Regions from separate parts of the Zea mays genome. Here region 1 is linked to region 2. Evidence: chromatin contacts called from public Hi-C data. All regions are on one chromosome and are shown on one strand. Each heading gives the region's core, a stretch centred on a gene start, on an enhancer-like site or on the middle of the called end of the contact. The rest is flanking DNA. Distances are from core to core; before and after follow the strand shown. Region 1 holds the start of LOC100384587. Region 2 holds the start of LOC114711035.

Region 1 (3,388 bases), core at 278-2,777, 230 kb after region 2:
ACTCGCTTTATCTCCATAACTTTTCCATCATTTAGGTACGTTTTTTATTATATATAATACAAGCGTACATATGCATGCAGATGTAAACTATATGTTCTGAACATTAATTTTTTGAAGTGTCCAATTGTAACGACGAGATAAGCTAGCTTGGTCTATATCTAGCAAGCCATCCAAATAAAGCAAAGGTGAACAATAAACTAACGCAAAACAGACAAATATTTTTTTTGAGAGGTTTCTGCTTCCGGACCACAGCACCGCAGTAAGTAGTATAGTTTATACATACACCACATGAAGGTCTACAAAAACTTATCAAACTTTACAAATTAATCTCTTGGTAACTTGTTTTTCTTCTACTAAGGCTAGTTTGGGAACCTTAATTTACCAAGAGATTTCTATTTTCGCAAGTGAAAATTAACTAATTACCCATGAGATAATGAAAAAACCCTTCCTAAACTAATCTTTATTGGAATTTTTTTGTAATCATGGAGACCATCAACCATGCATGCATGTTGGTAGCTCCCACCCCCCCCCCCCCCCCCCCCCCCCCACCAAAAAAAAGAAAGAAAGATAGGAGCTTTATTTGGTGGTTAGCTAAAGCAACGGCATAACTATCCTTTCCGATCCATGCGGTATCAGGGGAAAAAAAAGAGCATCGTTAACCGTGTTCTTTCGCGAGGCGGGTTTTGGGCTTAAATTAACACCCACCCACCCAGCCCAACTAGGGCTGCTACTGCCTACTGGCCTAGGCCCCACCGCCGCCAACCAAAAGCAGCAAGGCTCGAGAAAACGGAGGAGCAGGGCGTAGTGGCGAGAGAAAGACGGGAGACGGAGATCCATCATTATTCATTAATGTGTGTTGTGTCGTGTTGTTTGTGCAAATCAGAGGAGATCATGGCCTTAGTCTGATTTTTAGTTTATTGGTGGCTGCCTGCCTGTCTGTTGATCGTTGAAAATAACTGTCACGGGCATCCTCCTAGTATGCTGTCCCGTCCCGCACTTGACTGGAGCCCGGCATGGACCGGGTTGTCGGGTTCGCTCTTCCTCCTTCACTGCCACTGCTCTTGGAATGAAACGAAAAACGAAGAACCTGAGCTAGTGGATCGGAGTCGTCGGACGGACCCTGCAGTGTGCGTGCAGGACCCGACCGGCAGTTGGCATGGCAGTACGGCAGTACACATGCGATGCGATGGGCCGCCTAACCCGTGACCCGATCGACCCGACGGGCACTGCCGCACTGGCGGAGTGCGAGAGGCGGGGCCGGGCTGTCCCGGGTCGGCCTGGCCGCGCACGGCTGCACCTGCACCCTGCCCCGCAACCACCCCCAGCTGTCTGTGTGTGTCTGTACGCGCACCGGCACCGCACGCACGCCCATGGCCCATCGGCCGTCGGCATCGGCGCATGTCCCCGCCTTCCTTTTCCTTCTCGCCTCTGGGCTCCGCTCTGGCACGTACGTGCGCGTGCTGCCCCTCTATCTCCTCCTATCTATAAAACACCACGCCGGACCGGACCACACGCACAGCGGCATCACCAGCTACAGCTAGCATAGCAAGGACCACGACGTGCCGACGGCAGAGAAGCGCAACTCAACTCGTCGGGCTTCCTTTTTCCCGTTCTTTGAGGCGCAAAGGAAAAACCAAGCAAGAGGGAGAAGGCTACCTAACCTAGCTAGCTAAGGACGAGCAATGGAGGTGGCCGCAGCAGCGAGCTACAGCTACTACGGCTTGGAGGCGGCCGACGACGACGTCGACAACCTCAGGGCCACGGAGCTCAGGCTCGGCCTGCCGGGCACGGAGGCGGCGGAGGAGGAGGAGGAGGCCCGGCAGGCCCAGAAGGTGGCGGCGCCGCCGCCGTCCACGCCCAGGGGCAAGAAGCGCGACGGCGTCAGCGGCGGGATCGACGCCGCGCCGCCGGCCGCCAAGTGAGTCCCAGAGTCCGCTCTCTGTCCACTAACTAGTAACTACCGAGCGAATGGAGTGCTCGGTTGTTCACGGTCACCGCGCCCGCGCGCGCGCATCAGATCTTCAGCAAGCAAAGCAAGCAAGCATTCGCTCACGCATCCACGCTTGTTGCAGGGCTCAGGTGGTGGGGTGGCCGCCGGTGAGGTCGTACAGGAAGAGCTGCTTCCAGCAGCAGCAGGCGGGCGCCAAGGGCAAGCCAGCGGCGGCGGATGAGGGTGCTCCGGGTCCGGCGGGCGGCGGGGTGTTCGTGAAGGTGAGCATGGACGGCGCGCCCTACCTCAGGAAGGTGGACCTCGGCACGTGCGGGGGCTACCGCCAGCTGCGGGAGGCGCTGGAAGCCATGTTCCTCTGCTTCTCCGGGCCGGGCTCGGGCGACGCGTCCGGCGGCGGCGGCGGCGGCAGCCCCTCCGACTTCGCCGTCACCTACGAGGACAAGGACGGCGACCTCATGCTCGTCGGCGACGTGCCCTTCAGGTGAGGCTCTAGCTCTCTCGCTGCTGATCCGTGTTGGATTGGATCCGGGGAATGTTCGGACCGCGTGTCTGATGTGGCTCGTCTGCTGCTCGCTTCAATCCCGCGTTCGTTTTTTTTTTTTTTGGGAAATTTGGATCCATACCATTAAAAGACCACTTTGGATTCATACCATTACTATCTCACTTACATGTGGGTTCACATGAGTCAATGACATGTGGGGTCCATGGTATATATCTAAAATTTGGATCTTTTAATGGTATAGATCCAATTGTTCCTTTTTTTTTCTCCGCAGCATGTTCATCGGCACCTGCAAGCGGCTGAGGATCATGAAGGGGTCTGAGGCCAGACTAGGCCTCGGGTCAGCCAAGAACAACGACTGAGGGAGAGGGAGACGACGACCATTGTGCAGACCCGACCGAGATCCACGCACACGGCGGCTTGTGCACGCGTGAGCGGGGGATTGTTGTGCGTCCGAGGCATGGGGTAGTATGGGCTTGTGTTGTACCATCCCCTCCTCGTCTGCCATCAATGAGAAGATGAAGCTGCTTGCTTGGATTGGAACGAGGGGACGGAGATGGAGAGAGATAGAAAAGCTTTAATTTGTGCATCCAACCAAGTGGAGTGGAGTGGAATGATGTGTGGTCGCTTTGTTCTTTTGTTTTTTTTTTATTTTGTGGTACTAGTAGGGGGTGTTAGCAACACAAAAGGAGTGGAGTTGAATCTCCATGCACGCGTGTCTGTACAAAAGCTAAAGATCACTCTTCTTTCCCTGTCTTAAGTTACATATCTCTATTACTTATTAAGTTAGCAATAGTAGCCTGCCTTTTTGTGTTCTGTCATTCTGCGATCTCAGCCGTCCATTCTACCGTTCTACAATCTCAGCCGTCCAATCCCGCACACCAGTTTTCCGCGCGCAGAAAAAAAAATCAAACCATGGCTGCCTAGGGATCAAACCT
Region 2 (3,369 bases), core at 677-3,176:
CGTAGCCACTCTTTTGTACAGATTCTCCATGGGCCTTGGAAATTTCTTTTCTTCCTTGGTTGCATGGACGGACGGACAAAAACAATTCCATCGAAAACCCAAAAAGAGAAAAAGAAAACCTCGTTGATTGATGAACTAGGACAGATTACCTAACTACTCCCACGACCTCCCACTCCCCAACCTAATCCAACGACTAACCAATCCTCCCTCCCTCCCTCCCCGAGAGAGGAGACAGACAGGAGACGAGATCTTGATTCTTGATCAAGAAGGCCCTTCCCTCTTCTTTCCCCCATTTTTTCTGTTGTTGCTGTTGCCAAGCAGCCAGGCCCTCTTGTCCCTCTGCTCCTAATTCCTACGTACCCGATTTCACTCGCTCCCGAATTTACATGACGAGCCTGGACCTCAAACTTTATTTACATACAAAAAAAAGAGGAAGATCTGTGGTAAAATCACCTAAACTCATAGCAATCGCTGGGACGGATCAGGCGGGGCGGGCGGGCTGGTGGATGGTTGGGATGGGGACGGATTTATATAAATAAAAGTAGTAATATAAGTGGTTTTTAGGAGGGTTAAATTTAGGACGAATTGATTGATCCTCTCTCTCCCTCTCTCCTCCGACAAAGTGCTTGGATGGTTACACTTTCTTCGCACCATGGATGGAGGAGGGGGCGAAAGAAGAGGGGGATGCGAGTGGGTTACTTGGTGTTCGTTTGTATGTGCATCTAGGCCATGGCGGTGATGCCGTGGCCACGGCCGCCGCGGCCGCGGTCGAGGCAGTCAAAACCCTCGACGCGGACCGCGGCGGGCTGGAACGCGAACCGGGCGCGGGCGCACCCGTTGCCGCCGCGCGGCGACATGGGCGGCGCCGCCGACGGCCGGTGCACGGCCGCCGCCGCCACCGGCATGGGCACGGGCAGGGGCGGGCAGTCCACGCCGAACCGGCTGTCGTGGACCACCGGGTTCGACGCCCGCCGCGGCGGCGAGCCGCAGAACAGCGGGGACGCCGCCGACAGGCCGCTCTCCTCTCCCTGCCAAGACCAAGTTCGGACACGTCAGCGCCATGTACTAAGTAGAAGCGACGAAAAGACCTTCGAGAGGGGCAGATCCGGGGACGAGGTAGCAAAAAAAAAAGATGTCCCACCTTTGACAGGAGGAGGTCGAGCAGATCCATGCCGGCGTCGCCGCCCTGGTGGCACCGCAGGGGCGCCGCGGGGCGCCGCGGCTTGGGGCAGAAGAGCGGGCTCTTGGCGTCGCCGGCGGCGGGCGCGGCCACGGCGAGGGGGCTCTTCACGGCGGCGGCGGCGAAGTGGCTCATGCTTTCTCGCGTTATTTTTTGTTTTTTTTTCTCTCTGGTTAGTCGATTAGATCTAGAATCCCTTTATACAAACCCTGCAGGAACAAAAGGACGACGCAAGAACTGGTTAGGTGCGTCAGTTGAGCGGGCAGGAAGAAGAGTAAAGTTGAGATGTTTCTTCAGCAGTTGTGCAGATCTGAGTTTGGAGAGGACAAAACAGGAGGAGGGGCAAAAAAATGACGAATCTTCAGACAGATTTGTGCGAGAAAGCATGTTATTTAGACATGAGACCAGCGTTGGGGAGATCTGTGGCCACTGGCCTTGCCAAAAAAAACCAAATCTTTCAGCAAGGCACAGGCACAGGCACGTAAATAGGTACGACGAACCCGTGCAAGAACAGGGACAGATCTGAGCTACATAAGGGGTGGAGAGCACAGGCGAGAGGGGCGTCATGTTTACCTGAAGCTTTGCCTCCGGATTTCTCTCCTCTCCTCTCTCCTCGGGTAGAGAGCGAGGAGGAAGAAGGCTGCCAGAAACTATTGTTACTCCTACCAAGAAAACAAAACAAAACAAGAAAAAATAAAGCTCGGAGCCTCGAGTGGGGAGGGAGCTGTGCTGCCTGGATGAGGAGGAAGGAATGGAGTGGAGGGGAAGTGGTGCCTTTAAATAGCCCCCGAAAATGATGCGGCGCCACAGACACGGACCGCGGCAGAGACAGCTTACCCGCAAGGGGACATTATTTTATTCGACTTTCTTTATATATATATATATCGAAACTGAAAGGATGCTGTTGTTAGTGTACTGGTACGTATATACAGATACAGTGGCGTAGGACTGGCAGGGCCCCTCAAAAAGAAACTTTTTAATATCTGTATATCTATCGCTAAAATAAAAGGTTAGTTTATAATAAGTTAAAATTTATTATGTACTTAGCACACATATATTAATTGTTATGACTTGTGACTATTATATTAATTAGTTGATCATATATCGCTATGGTATGGTTTTATATATTATATGGGTAGACTTTACTTAAATGAGATATTTATTTGAACATATTAGTATATAAATATTTTTGTAATATCTCTCGTTTATATAACATAAAGAGCATGAGTCGTAGTGGTAGAAGCTAAGTGCTTTATAATAAGTGAGGAAATTTATATGCTTATTAAAGGAGGCAACGTAAAAAAAACTCATACCTCATACCTAAATATAGTAGAGAAGAGATATACATATACTCTGTTTATTAAAATTATAATTATATATAGTTATGTATGTGTTGGCTCCTTTAAGAAAAAAAATCTACCTACGCCCCTGCGTATATATGCGGTACTAGTACGTGTATATATACGGTGAAGGGGGTGGAATATATATTTGATATTTTTCTTATTTATTAACGTTGCATATGGGAGACAGCTCGAGCATAAGCAGGTGGGGGACAGGACAGGATGAAGTGTTTCTGGTTTGTTTTAGTCCTGCACGCGGCAGAACACAGTGGCGAACTGGCGATGATTGCGGAGTCTAACAAATTGCGTCCTTTTCATCTCGTGCATGCTAATAGCCTCATAGGGCCTTTTGTTTTTTCCTTTTTCAAACTTTTTTTTTGTTTCAGGATGGTTGTCATTCGTCAGGTATTATGGTGTTGGTGGCGTTTAAATTTGTGAGAACATGTGTTTGTGATTTTGGTTTCTTGTTTCTTGCGCAGTCTTCCGGAATTCCGGCTGGTCGATTGGTGCCAACGAAGTTGATATTTTCTTGTTTCTTGCGCAGTCACCCCCCATCGATCTCGGCCTACATTCCTTACAAATGTCAGAATGATTCTTACGCAGGATTAGGGTAAATGTTCCGTATGTATCAAGGAGATAAGTGCCAAAAAAATATAAGAGACGGTATCTTGATAAAGGAACATATCTAGCACGGTTCTTTAAGTATAGATATAGTTCTACTCATACAACCCACATAAATGAGTCGTATCTTGAGAAATACTAGTGAATAAGATACGGTAATTAGATATATCATGTTGTATGAAAAGATAATTTAGGTGTATTTACTGTTTGGAGAATGTTCTTAAGAGA

Evidence for each region. A called contact is a pair of places that touch in the nucleus more often than the background predicts.
Region 1: a Hi-C map of leaf shows a contact between it and region 2, with 5 times the contacts expected there. The contact joins the promoter of LOC100384587 here to the promoter of LOC114711035 in region 2. A contact is called at or near these places in 4 of 25 Hi-C or Micro-C datasets (bundle sheath, ear and leaf).

Annotation. Positions count from the first base shown.
Region 1 is chr1:174,584,127-174,587,514 of Zm-B73-REFERENCE-NAM-5.0, forward strand. LOC100384587 reads left to right here and starts at 1,528. Exons shown (of 3, transcript NM_001177092.1): 1 at 1,528-1,918; 2 at 2,073-2,432; 3 at 2,584-3,266. The coding sequence starts at 1,683. The coding sequence ends at 2,635.
Region 2 is chr1:174,353,517-174,356,885 of Zm-B73-REFERENCE-NAM-5.0, forward strand. It overlaps LOC114711035, which reads right to left and starts at 1,927. Exons shown (of 3, transcript NM_001323520.1): 1 at 1,754-1,927; 2 at 1,142-1,389. LOC103640569 reads right to left here and starts at 1,883. Exons shown (of 3, transcript NM_001323510.1): 1 at 1,754-1,883; 2 at 1,142-1,389; 3 at 1-1,028. The coding sequence starts at 1,315. The coding sequence ends at 723.